Linked DNA regions of Mus musculus: regions 1 and 2 are each linked to region 3. Evidence: chromatin contacts called from public HiChIP or PLAC-seq and promoter capture Hi-C data. All regions are on one chromosome and are shown on one strand. The core of a region is the stretch at or near the end of the contact, and the rest is flanking DNA. Distances in the headings are between cores, read along the strand shown. Region 1 holds the start of Sfxn3 (sideroflexin 3). Region 2 has its middle 3.1 kb from the start of Gm26644. Region 3 holds the start of 1700039E22Rik (RIKEN cDNA 1700039E22 gene).

Region 1 (4,253 bases), core at 387-2,886, 210 kb after region 3:
GGGGAGAGGGATGAGTGCTGTCCCATTACCCTGGCTTCTGCACTTCCTCCTGACTTGAACATCCTGTCCCCCTCTCCCATCCTGGGCCCAGAGGAGATCGGCCCAGTTCTGCACCATCTTGGATTTGGGGATTTGTTTCTACAAGGCCATTGGGACACTTTCCTTCCATTCCTCCCTCCATTCCTCCATTGCTATTCTCAATGGAGTCATCCACCCAGTCTCCGGTCCTCATCTGACACTCAGAGAGTAGAGATGGGGGTCACAGCAGGCTCTTGAGTTTTAAAGAGAGAGAGGAGAATGGGTGCCACACAGTTTACTGCAGCATCTTTCCTGTGTGTATATGTATATGGGTAGGGGCTAGCCTCCCGAGCTGGACTTCAGGACCTGGGATAGCTGCGGTCGAGCTTGCCCCCCACCGCCACCCCCAGGTGAATGTCAGGCTCCAGGCTGCAGTTGTGAGTCTAAAGTCGCTGCAAGACTCTATCCCAGGACTGAGTGATCTTCTGGAGAGAGCCCCACAAATCGCTAGTGCAAAACCAGGGGTCACGCCCTCTAGAGCATTTCTGTAAACCAAAAAACAGACTCCCCCATGTAGGACCTCCTGCCTCGCTACCTCTAGGACTTGGCCACCTCACCTGGTCCCGTGTGCCGCCGCTGCCCTTGTCGCCCGCTGGCGGGCGCGATACAGTGAACTAAGGACCCCGCCCACGCTCCGCGCAGCTGCTGGAATAGAGCTACCCTGCGCGGTCCTGGGATCCCATTGGCTGCTGAGACCGCCAGTCATTCTCTTCTAGCACCTTTGGTAGCCTGTCCGGATTGTAGCTTCTCACCTGTCTGATACCTCTGGGCTCTGCCCGCCCCAACTCTGAACCCCAACTGGTCGTTGGAACCCAGGCTCTGGAACTGGCTGGGTTCCACTGGCTACTAGAATCACGTCTTCTCCGGGCCACGCTAGCTTCCTGAAATTGCCATCCCTTCCGTAGTCATCCCTAAGGTCTCTGTGGGAGAATGTCACAAACGAAAGAGCTGAACCTGAGCCTGAGATCAGCAGGAAGGAAAGCTGGAACATGGCTGTGTCGCCGCTGTGCCCTGGGTGCTGATGGATAAGGGATGTGTGTGTGTAATGCCTTCTTCACCTTCGGAGACACCCTGTTCTGGAAAGGCCGCACGATACAGCAGCTGATCCCAGGCCACTAGGAGAAGAATCTTTCTGATGCGCCTGCTTGGATGCAGGCAGAGATCACGGGAAACTTTGGCCGTGCACATCCCTAGGACTGGGGCGTCAGTTTGTGTACGGATAAGTGTTGGGGGTACAAAAAATTGCTGGCACAGTGGAGCTGGGGATTAGGTGGCAAAGGGGACTGGGAACACAAAAGGGGCACAGATACCACAACAATGTGGCTGGAAAGAGATGCGAATGACGAGGATCTGCAAAAGGAGCCTCTAAGACCTGGAGTAGCAGACCAGGGTGCAAGCAAGGAGAGTCCATTGCCAAGGCAGCAATCAAGTAAACAAGCAGTAATCCGAATCCCTCCGGGCGTTGCACCCTCAGAGGCCCGCCCTCCACGCCGCTCACCCGCACCCAGTGCACCTAGACTGGGTGCTGCGGGGGTGGGTGCCTCCAGAGGCAAGCTAAGGGACTGCAAGCGAAGGAGGCAAGTGGGGCGGCTCCTCCCCTTTTCTCCCTGGTTGGGAAGGAGGCCAGAATTGCTTCCCAGGACTGGGTCGGGTTTGGTCTCAACGGCCTGGTCTGGGAGAATCACTCTGGACATCCACTGTCTCGGAACTCTGCCAAGAGGGGGGGTGGGTCAGGCGAACGAGCTCAGGGAGCCCCCGCCCTTCCCTGCTGCTCAGCGTCACGCGTGACGTCTCGGTGATGGCTGGGAGGAAAGCGGAGAGCGGTGAGGAAGGCGGGTCTGAGAGCTTCTAGAGGCTGAAAACCCCGGAAAGCGTGAGTGCCTGCTGCCTTGGGAATCAGCAAAGTGGAGGGGTGAGGGCTTGGGCTCAGAACAGAAGGCTTGCCTTGAGAGAGGTGCTCTCTCTTATGGGAATTCCATATTGCGTGGTCTGTTAGGATCTGTAGGGCACAAGGAGGGGTTGGTTGAGGCTGTGTGTTAGGCATGCTTTCAAATGTCTGCAACTGATAGATATGGCTGAGCGTGTGTGTGTGTGTGTGTGTGTGTGTGTGTGTGTGTGTGTGTAACGGTACTCTGGTTGGTTGACTAGTGTATACAGTGTGACTCTAACCTGTTTGTGTGCTGGGGAGGGCGTGCCTGTCTTTGTGTATAAGTATGTGAAAGTCGGGTGGGGACGGTGTCTACTGTGAGGGAGGAAGTGGGGTTGGAGGGTATTAGTCACTCTGCAGGATTTTTGCCTAACACAGCCAGATGGCTGTTCTTGGCATTCCTTTTTGTGCTGGGCGGAGGGGCATCCATTGAATCTCGCCCTTTCCTGAGGTTTTTCTGAGGCTCAGAGAGAGTTGGGTGGGTGCCTGCGTCAGTTCTATTCAACCCAGGACCAGGGAGAGCCCGGAGTTATTGTGTAGGAGTGGAAGCAAGTGGGTTTGAGGAGGCTATGTGGGTGCTCACATGTTCACAAATGGCTGCCACTCCAGTGCTGTTTGAGATCTGGTACGGATCAGCCCTCAGGTGCCTAATGTCTCCTCCAATCAGGGGCTTGAGTGTGGGCTGCCTTCTGTCATTTTTCCAAACAGCCTTGGAAGTTTTTATCTAAGTCTTGGGGCAGCTGGGGCCTGAAGCTGGAAAGGGCTTGGGTGTGTTATCCATGTTCTGTGCTCCTATAGCAGGAGCTCAAGATAGCTGCCCCAGATTAGCTGCTGCTGGGGAATCACACACACACACACACACACACACACACACACACACACACACACACTCACACACACGTAAATCTGGCATCAGGCCACAGCGTCAGGAAAGCTATATTCTTGGTTCTGGTCTTCCCTCCGGCTCTTAAGTGGCTGTATGTTCCTGGCTAAAACACTACCTAGGGAACAACTCCTCCCCCACCCTTGTTTATGGATCTGGAGTGACCTTGAGCACCTGCAAGCACTGGTCAGTTTCTGGGGCCAAGGCAGAGCCACCAAAGTGTCTCCCAAGTGAAGGAAGTCCTTGGACCTGACCCTTATTCTTGCTACCTTGCAGAAGATGGGTGACCTGCCCTTAAATATCAACATCCAGGAACCTCGGTGGGACCAAAGCACATTTCTAGGCAGAGCCCGGCATTTCTTCACAGTCACTGATCCCCGAAATCTGCTGCTGTCCGGGGAACAGCTGGAAGCTTCCCGGAACATCGTGCAGAATTACAGGTGAACCTGCCTCAAATCACGCCACTGTGACGCAGCACTTTAGCTCAGCGGATCTGAGGACATTTGGGCTGAGGGGACAGCACTGTGTGTTATGGGTAGGTGGCAGCTCTGCAGGTCACAGATCCTTAGTAATGACACTTCCCAGTGCTGTTCACTGTGCAAGGACAAAGAGAGTCCCACGCAGATAGAAAAGGAATCCTCCTTGGGAGGTTTAACTCTTGGAATGTCCTCCAGTCATTCAAACCACCATCACTGTGACCCCGGAGAAAATGTGGGGCCACCAAGGATGTGAAAATAGAGTAGGCACACCTACAAGACGCTCTGACATCCCCAGGGGACAGAGAGGTCCTTTACTCAGAGGTTGGGTGCCAAACTTCCTGATCCTTTGCCCAGAGTTCCCCGAGGCAAGCAGCAGAGACAAGAAGGGCAGGTCTGACCCCTGCCACAGCCTCCTGGTTTCTTGCCAATTTCTACAGGGCTGGTGTGGCAACCCCGGGTCTCACTGAGGACCAGCTATGGCGAGCCAAATACGTGTATGACTCAGCATTCCATCCGGACACGGGGGAGAAGGTGGTCTTGATTGGCCGTATGTCAGCCCAGGTGCCCATGAACATGACCATTACTGGCTGCATGCTCACCTTCTACAGGTAAACCTTATCCTGTGTCCCCTTCCTGAGCGCTATGCCCAGAGCATGCCTGGGTGACTATAAGTCTCCTTTCTACACCTTTTTCGGTCAAGGACAGTGGGTGGGAGAATACTTGAGCATCCTTTCTGCTTCTCAGGACCCAGCCTCCATCTGTGTAAGGTGTTCCCGCAAGGTCGATGAGGGCCAGTTTGGGGACCATGAGCTAAGTCTCACTTGAGGAGTTAAGGAATTTTGAGGGTTTTAATATTGGGGGTTCAAGGATGGGGGAATATTGTGGA
Region 2 (4,584 bases), core at 967-3,466, 140 kb before region 3:
GAGGTGACAGAGTGGCCAAAGTCAGGGACCAAAGGAAACATGGAGCAGAGAAAAAGACAAGCAAGGGGCAGGGGCCAAACAGAGACATGGACAAAGAAAAGGAGACAGGAAATGAGAGAGACAGCCAGGGGGAATCAGAAAGAGACTCCACAAGAAAGGACAAAAACTAAGGCTTTGCAACACAAAGAGAGTTGAAGAGGCAGACAGCTCAAGCCACTCAGTCAAGATGAGAAAAAGAGGTGAGACTAGAAAAAGGAAAGGAGAACTGAGCTTGGAGGCAGAGATACCGAGAGGCTGTGGGGGAGACAACAGGGAAGGGAGGAATGGATGGGAGACAAAGAGGAACGGCCGTTTATCTCTCCTTCCAAATTAATTGAGGCTACATCAGCCTGAGCCACTAAAACGGAGCGATTATGAATGGGTTAGTCACAGGTGGAGTTAAAGGCCTTCAGAGGGATATTAGCCAAAATTGAGTGGCTTTTAATTTCTTTCTAACGAGAGACTGTAGCTGGGGAACCAGGCACCGCCTCCGCTCAGCTCTCCTGCTAAACACGGCGTGGGGGCAGCCCAGGCCACTCGCCACCTGACCTGTGTGGCATAGGCAGCCAAGTGGAAATGGCCGTGTCTAGAACATGCCTGCAACATGCCTGTGACATGCCTGCCACACGCCTGCAACAACAGCAAGAGCCAAAAGTGGGGAAGGGACCAAGACATCCTCGGACATAGCCAGGCCAGGGATTACATAAGGGCAGAAATGGGCTGAACAGGAGAAAGGGTGGAGGTGAAGGCTGCCACAGAAAGGCCCTCCTATGGCTACAGGGTTTCCCCCACCAGCCCTGATACCATTTTTCAAAAAGGCACCATGGTTTTCTGCACTTGAAAATACTATTACTAACTTCCCTGCCTAATAAAGACACTGTGAACTCTGGGGACAGGGTGGTGACTACTGGTGTGGTAGGTGCTGAAATGTGTGACTTTTTCAACTACCTCATTACCAGGCACTTTCTGCCTGAACTTTCTGTTCTACATCTATAAAGTGAAGGAGTTAAGGTCTCACGTTGTCTTCAACACTAAAGGGCTCTAAAGAGCCTTCCTTATCTGGAGGATTCCACTGATGTGCATGGGACACGTAGAATAAGACAAGTGACCCGGGGGACACCTGTGGCCACTTGAATAAGGTATATGAACTGGACAGAGGGTCAGTGGTCCAGAATAAGTGCAGTGACATGTCAGGCAGCAGGTAAGTAGGTGACAAATGCCCAGCTGGCGGGCCTGGAGAGGGAAGGCTAATGGAGGCCAGAGAAGAGGCATGGTCAATGGGATTCTGTGGAGCCTGAGGTAACTCCTGAAAGTTGGATAAAATAAAAGGTGGTGGCCATTTCAATTATGGATACCAAGAACAAAGGAAGAAAGGTGCACCAGGGCTGGGACAGGCTCTCCATGGACATACGATAGGCAAAGGAGAGAGAAGACAGAGGGTGGAACATGGCTGTGGCCACACAGGGTGGTGAGGTTTGAAGGAGAGTGTGGAACCCAATGTTTCATAAACACTGGGCACCACAGGAAGGCATTTGGGGTCTCTAATATATTTGGGTAAAGATAGAATACGGGGGCAAGGGAACAATATGGGGACAAGAGACAGGTGTGGTGAGCCCACGTGAAGAGGCCAGGGACAAGGTGAAAGAGGAAAGGACTTGGTAACTAATATGTGGGCGGAGAGAAGCACCCACAAGAAGACTTTACTTAGGGTGTCAAGGTCAAGATGGAGGTCTGGAAGAAGAAGCATGCTCACAACTCCTACACACTGCGAGTCAAGTTAGATGGGGGCTGAGATGAACATCGGGGTATTGGCTTCCATCCAAGAGCAGAAAGATGCTGAGGGAACAGGAGCAGTTGAATCAAAGTGCATCCATCTAAGGGTCTGGGTGGTCCAACTTCCTCTCTCACCCACCAATGTATTTCCAGACCCAGGCCAATGTATTCTTCATCCCTGAACTTGAGTGTGTTCATGTATGACATGTGTGAGCATTGGCTGGCCTCAAGTAGAGCTTTCCTCTAGGTCTATGATTCTATACTCAGAGACAAAGCCAGGAACAGAGACCTGAATGAGAGCAGAGACAGGGACCTCACGAGAAATGGTGATAATTCTCCCTGTCCTCCTATCCCCAGAGCCAACAGCTGCGACCCCTCCCCCTGGCAACTCTATTAACAGTCAATTAGGGGGCCTGATGGGCCTGAGCCTGGAGAATCTCTCCTGCCATATACACAGTCAGGCCCCCAGTCAGAAGTTGGTCTGATGAGCCCTTGGGGAGAAGGCTTCACTCAAATTTATAACTAACTCTAGGGGCAGCCCAACAGCCCCTGCTCTCCTCCCCTCTCTCCTTCCTCCCAGGGCAGAGCCCATAGGGCTGGGCTGGATGCAGGAGTCTGGAGGAGGATGCCAGAGGATGAGGGGAAGATGGGACCGGGTGGACAGTGCCTGTGCTACAGGCACAGAGATGAAAGGAAGAGGGCCGCGGAGCAGAGGAAGTGGGAGGGGAGACACAAGGAAGAGCCGTGAGAGAGCGTGAGAGAGAAAAATGACAGGCCCTGAATATTGGGCGCTCTCACTTTAAATCAAGATAAAAGAGTGAACTGGAAAATGAGAGTCCAGAGAAGCCCCGGACGGCTCGGGGCGCTAATGGAAACACATGGCTGCTGGCTGCGGGCTTGTCAGCTTCCCCCGGCGCTGCCATTCCCGTCTGATAATCCGGCCTGCCATAAAATTAGACTAGCAAATACCTCCTGACAAAGATGCATGCTTCTCTCTATTGTGCCATCATAAAAAAAACTCCGCTGGTGACTCGGGGAGCCGCAAACTTCAATTTAAATTTACAGTGCTGCGGAAGGAAAGTGATATGCACTCAAAAATTTTAATAACCTATTAAGTTACGACTTCAATTTCATTTTATGAATATTTTCCTTGGGGAGCACGGCTATCACAGAGAAAGATAGAAATTTAAAAAAGATAAATAGTGCCATTAATCTCCAACATTTCTCTTCCATTATCCTTGAAAATTAGGAGTTATTTTTGTTCAGATCTTCATGTAATTAGCTCCCTCCACTTGATTCACTAGCCAGAAAATGACCATGTTCAGAAAATTAAAAATTTGTCATTAAGTGGAATTTAACATAATATCATTTATCTTTATCTATTCCCCAGCTGACAGCAGGAAGCCTTGGCTGCCTTACCGGCTGGTGTGTCAGAGTGGGGAGGGACTGCTGGGGAGAGACACTGGGAGAGACAGAGATAGAGACTGAGGGAGCTAGAGGAGGCCAGCAGGGAGGTGGCCAGACAGCAGTGAGGAAAAGGAAGGAGGAGGCCAGGAGAGCTGAGGAGTCAGCTCCAGCGATCTGGGACAGCAGAAGAGGCGGAGACTGATGTTGGCAGGCCAGGGCCTGACAGTGGGGCTGATGGGAGGAGCTGGAAGGGTGGTGGCTACATTGAGAAGGAAGGGTAGTGGATATATTGAGGAGGAAGGGTAGTGGATACATCAGTAGCAGTGGATACTTCAGTAGCAGGTACCCAAGTAGGAAGGTGGCTGGTTAGTGGAGCTGGGGTAAAGAAGTGACTTGAAAAGACAGGATCAATCCAGCGGAAGGAACCTTCCAAAATATGAGGCTGGAATGGGACAGGAGAACTCAGGATCATGGATCCCCACATCCAGAGGGAACCCATGTTATCATCCTGACCCTGACCTGTTTGGCTTCAGGGAGACAAGAGATGGGCTAACAGTCAGAGAGGAGGCAAGCAAGCAAAGGCAAAACAGGACAGCTAGCAGGTGTGTCTAAGAAAGTTGGAGGAAAGTGGGACGGACAAACAGACAAGGTAGACAGGCAGGCAGGTGAGCTCCATTAGTGACGCAGACTCAGGATGACTCCATGCTCAAGGTGCTACCACTTGCAAGGCCTGTGGCCATGCCCTTGAACTTCTCTCAGAGCTGCATGGCTGCATCTGGCCTCCATCCTAAAAAAAGACTCCATCTTGTTCTCCCTTCCTGGAGTCAAAAATTATCCACTAAACTATTCAGTCTTCATCCTGGCCAGAGAGAGAGAGAGGGGGGGGGGGGAGAGAGAGAGAGAGAGAGAGAGAGAGAGAGAGAGAGAGAGAGAGAGAGAGAGAGAGAGCGCACTATGGCTGGGCCTAAGAGACTGAGAATTGGATAAAGGGATTAAACAGCGACACATTAGTGAGAGATTTAGAGTGTAATAAACCCATTTCATAATAATATGTGCGTTGGGGCCAGCGATTCATCATCGCAAGAGCCTGTCCACCGTGGGAACCTTGACCTGCAGGGGAGGAACCTGGACAGGGAGTAGAAGTTTTTCTATAGGGTCTCAGGGAATGGACCAGGAGGTGCACACTGTACTCGAGGGACCAAAGGGGGACATCAGGATGCTGAGCATGCTGTCAGTGCAAGTTGCTCCAGGGACCAATCAGAAAGGACTTCTCACAGAGGCTGGGCTACAGAAGAGGCCTGAGACCAACACACACACACACACACACACACACACACACACACACACACCATAACCAAGCCCACA
Region 3 (4,366 bases), core at 1,455-3,954:
TACCCTACCTCCACCCTGGCAGGAATGGTGCCTGGTAGGTGACAATGCTGTAGATGTCTCATCTGGGTGGGGTTAACTAAATTGTGGGAGAGCTGCTAGTGGACTGTAATCTGTGGCTGGGAGTCGGGGGTTGGGGGGGGGGGGAGAACCAACAAGCCATTGTTCTGCAAACCATTGTCCTTCTATGGCCATAGCTGACTCTTTAGAAGCAATGCAAGGAGGAAGCATACAGAAATGTTCCCTTGTCAACACAGCTTTAGGTTATAGCCCTTCCTCAGCACCCATCCGTCCAAGTCTATGCCTAACTCAGCTAGCTGACACTGCCTGGAAGAGCCTGCCCTGGTTTCCATGGAAACTTGGAACCAAGGACCATTTTCAGGGGCATGGCAGTCATTCAGACAAAGCCATGCTGGTCTACACCAAGCCAGGGGAGGAGACCACTGTGGAGAACCAATCCCAATCTAGAGAGAAGGAAGCTAGTCTCAAAGTGGACAGGAGGGAACCAGAGAGATGTTAGCTTCAGAGAAAAATTAGCTACAACAACTCCACATGTCTTCAGAGGACCCAGGTCCTCTGTGCTCCTCTGAATCTCTAGTGTACCCTTTTGCTGAGAGGCACTGGACTTGGGTTTGGGGTTCAGGAAGCAGCCTGGTGGCTGTCCTCTCTAACCTTCACCCCAAATGAGAGTGGCTTAAAGTCAAAGAGAGTTGAAGTTTGGTGTTGAAACACCAAAATCTCTCACCTTAAGGTGGCTAAGACTCTCCCAGCCTGTAGTCCACTGTCTCTGGAGCCCTTTTGTATGCCCCACTCCTCAAGTTCAACCCTCACTGGTAGAGGGAGAAAGAGAGGACAGAAAGCTGGATTGGCCTTATTCATCAAGGCACGGCCCTGAGTAAGGGTTGAGAAACTGGGGAGCCCGTTACAGCCTGTTAAGAGAATAGGGCTGACTGAGAGAAGTTGGAGGTGCGGATGAAGGGATTGGGGCTCACACTTGGGAGAAGGCAAGTAGAAGCTGTTGGTGGGGGAGCAAGGGATGGCTCTGGAAGAAGATCCCAGCAGTGAGCAGGTGGAGGCTGGAGGAGGTCTTAGGGAGGTGGGGTGGTGGTGGTGAGGAAAGAGTGGGGAGGTGGGGGGTGGGGAGTCTACAGGGAGGTAGGGATGAGGGGAGCCGCAGAGAGCTCATGGTGGCAAGGGGGGAGTCGTTAAACAGAATCTAGTGCTGATGAGGAAATTACACTTGTTTCATTAGCGATGGGGAAGGAGATAGCTCAGTTCCTCTTGGTCACAGTTGAGCTCAGAAGCTCATTATCCTGCTGCACGCATGCTTTCCCTCCTCGTCAATAAACAGGCTTTCCAGTGGCTGCATCCCCCACCCCCACCCAGCTCCTTCTTGGAGTGGGGCCCCTTCTCCTCTACTTAACCCGCGGTTAGGGATCACTGTAAACAGTCTGGGGTCATCACACAGGAGAAAGGGCCAGGGGGGAAACCCATAGGCCTGGCCTTTCTCCTCCTGGAGGGAGGGAGGTAGCTCCCGAAGGCTCCCAACCCACTGTGCCCTCCACTGCTCACTGCTCCTGAGCCTGCGAGCAGTCCAGTGGATTCCCGCAGTTCACTTCCCCAGTTACGTGGCCCTTGTACTGAACCTCAGGAGGGAAAAGTGGGAGGGGTTATTTCCCAGGAGGGCACCACCACTACCACCTGCCTAGCTTTGGCACAGCTCTGAGATGCCATTCTTAGGGCTTTCTGGGACAAAGTGTCCCAGGGGCCTTCCTGCTCCACCTTCCCCCTCTCTCATGCTGTAGAATCCCTAAAGCCAGTGTCCACTGTAAAAGCTCTCAGCTCCCAATTTACTTAAGTGGGAGCAGCCAGACCAAGACCAAACCCTTCCTGGGCAGCGATCTCTTGCAGGAGAGCCCAGGCACAAACCCGCCCACAGATTCCCTCCATGCCTAGGTGTGCAGGGATCTGGCTGCTACTTGTCTATGGTGGCTGTCCCCATGCAGAGCTCGGAGTGTGTGGATTACCTGGCCTCTGGCCTGCTCCCAGGGGCCCTATCCCTGCTTGAAACACCCAAGACTGGGACTAGTGAGGACAGGACAGAAGAGGCCAACTGGACACGTTGAACGCCTCTAATTCCAGTTCCCCGCCCTCCCACAGGGAGCGAGTTCTCAGGCAACCCATACAGCCATCCCCAGTACACCGCCTACAATGAGGCTTGGAGATTCAGCAACCCCGCCTTACTAAGTGAGTACGCCACCTGGCAGGCCGGCGGCTCCCAAGGTCGCCTACCCGCTCGCCAGCTCGGGCGCGCAGGCTGCTTCGGGATACGGATCCCACTCAGGACCACCCCAATTCTGGGTACCCGGATGGGCCAGGGAGACAGGCCCATTAGAGCAGCGCCGGGTCCTGGGGATACCACCAGGACGCCTGCGCCTCCAGCCTCTTCCCTCCCCTACCTCTTGATCACTGGAGGGCTCTTAGCCAACAGTGGCCGTCGGACCCCTTGGGGGATCCGCAGCCGGGTGTCACCTGTCCTGTCCCTCTCCCGCCCTGTGGATGCAGCACTACTCCTGGGCATCTGGCCTCGGGGCCGAGCCACAGTCCTCCAGGCCTGATCCCGCTGGACCCGGGGAGGGCTTTTCTTTGCTTTTCTTTCCTTTTTTGTTCTCCTGTTTGTCCTCTCACCCAGCCCATTCTTCTCCTGTGTTAACTTCCAGGTTCCCCTTATTATTATAGTGCCGCCCCCCGGGGCTCCGCCCCTGCCGCTGCTGCCGCTGCCTATGACCGCCACTAGTTACCGCGGGGACCACATCAAGCTTCAGGCAGACAGCTTCGGCCTCCACATCGTCCCCGTCTGACCGCCCACCCCAGAGGGAGGGAGGACCGAAGCGACGCGCTGCCTCTCGGCCACCGTCCCTGTCCCACCCCCACCTCGAGACATCCTCCCCCAAGCCCCGCAGCCCTTCTCATCACCCTGTCGATGGCCAGACAGGACAGGTGGAGCCGCGGGTGGGACCCTCAGGCCCCAGCCCCGCCCGTCGCCCCTCCCCGCCTGCCTGGACCGCGGCGCCGTCCGGAAGCCCGCCCGCCTCTGGCCCGCGCGCCGTTTCTGTGACACACAATCAGCGTGGCCCACCCAGGGGCAGCCCACTTCGGACGCCCGGGAGTCGGGAGGCTTCGCTGGAGAAGCTGAGCAAGGGAAGCTAAGGAAAGGACTTTGTGCTGAAGGAGGAGCCGCCGGGGAGACCCTAGGGGGGAAATCCTGCCCCATCCCCCCTGTGCCTGCCAAGCTGACCCCGCCTTCTGTCTGCGCCCCGCCCCAGACGGTGGCACTGGGACGCAAGGGTCGGACTCGAGGGACAGCGTTTGGGGCGACAGCGTTTTCCAAGGCTGGTACCCAAGGCGAGCAGACGCCAACTGAGCTCATCCACCTGAACTGCCTAGTTCCCTTGGGCCTGCGATCTCCTTCTGCAGTGACTCTCCTCTCGGCCCCGCCTTGCCCTTACGTCAGCGCCTCTTCCACCTGCTGGCCTCTCACTTTTCCCTCCTGTGCTTCCTCGGCTCATCCCACGACACCTTGTGTTTGGTCCCAAGCACGCAGCCACGTCGGGGCCACCGCGGGAACCGTGTCCTCAGGCTGCGGCTGCGAGCATTGATCTTTTCCCATCAGTAATGCGCTGCCCACCCCCACCCTCCCATCCCAAACTCCCAACCTGCGGGCGCAAAAAGCCTGGAAGGAACTGACGACCGAGCCGCCCCAGATGAAAATCCGGGTCTCCCCGCCCCATTCCCCCCAAGCACCCCCTCCCCAGCCTTCCCTTGGGCAGGAGCTGAACAGAGCCTCAAAAAAAAAAAAAAGTCTACACTTATTTAATATGATGATGGTCTTTGCAAAAATGAACAAACAAAAACCCAACAGGCTGCTTTATAGAAAGACGGTGTGTGCTGTCGAGGCGAACCTCTCTCTGTACATAGCCCCTCCCTCTCTGCCCCGCCCCTCCGGGTACCATAGAGTCCCTGTCCTCCCGCCCCCCCCCCGCCCCCCTGCCTGTAGATACACCCTTCTGTCCGTGCTGTGAGAGTCGCCGCTCGCTGGGGGGAGGGAGGGGGGACACAGCTACATGCCCACTAAAGCACAGCACGTCCTGGGGGAGGGGGGCATTTTTTTACGTTACAAAAAAAAATTATGAAAGAAATCTCTATGCAAAATGACGAACATGGTCCCGTGGACACCTCTCGCCTGTTTTGTTGACTGTTTCTCTGTAATTCCGTGTTCATCGCCCTGCATCTCTCCCACTTCATCTCCCTTTTCTCTGCTACTCTCGACCCCTCTGTGTCTCTTTCTCTTCTTCACTTGTCTCTGTCT

The links. Promoter capture Hi-C pulls out the DNA fragments that hold promoters and counts their contacts. HiChIP or PLAC-seq counts read pairs in DNA pulled down with a chosen protein or histone mark.
Region 1: an H3K27ac HiChIP or PLAC-seq map of embryonic stem cells shows a contact between it and region 3, with 2.5 times the contacts expected there. The contact joins the promoter of Sfxn3 here to the promoter of 1700039E22Rik in region 3. A contact is called at or near these places in 3 of 39 promoter capture datasets (hippocampal neurons, liver and stem cell-derived epiblast-like cells) and 2 of 115 datasets of contacts at active chromatin or transcription factors (embryonic stem cells and pancreatic cancer cells).
Region 2: a contact with region 3 is called in a promoter capture Hi-C map of the C10 cell line. The contact joins the enhancer-like site here to the promoter of 1700039E22Rik in region 3. A contact is called at or near these places in 10 of 39 promoter capture datasets (the 3T3-L1 cell line, the C10 cell line, embryonic stem cells and 5 more), 6 of 115 datasets of contacts at active chromatin or transcription factors (embryonic hindbrain, embryonic stem cells, epiblast stem cells and 3 more) and 2 of 9 other capture datasets (embryonic stem cells and embryonic trunk).

What each region holds. Positions count from the first base shown.
Region 1 is chr19:45,045,940-45,050,192 of GRCm38.p6, forward strand. It overlaps Sfxn3 (sideroflexin 3), which reads left to right and starts at 1,637. Exons shown (of 11, transcript NM_053197.4): 1 at 1,637-1,951; 2 at 3,165-3,328; 3 at 3,805-3,975. The coding sequence starts at 3,168. It also overlaps a transcript of Pdzd7 not described here.
Region 2 is chr19:44,696,330-44,700,913 of GRCm38.p6, forward strand. No RefSeq gene overlaps it. Among named protein-coding and RNA genes, the nearest start is that of Gm26644, 3.1 kb to the left of the region's middle. Within about 2 kb of position 2,217, at least 7 of the 459 cell types and tissues checked have an H3K27ac peak or open chromatin away from gene starts, as enhancers often do.
Region 3 is chr19:44,833,234-44,837,599 of GRCm38.p6, forward strand. 1700039E22Rik (RIKEN cDNA 1700039E22 gene) reads right to left here and starts at 2,705. Exons shown (of 3, transcript NR_045315.1): 1 at 2,258-2,705. It overlaps Pax2 (paired box 2), which reads left to right. Exons shown (of 10, transcript NM_001368747.1): 8 at 1-34; 9 at 2,158-2,244; 10 at 2,737-4,366. The coding sequence ends at 2,858.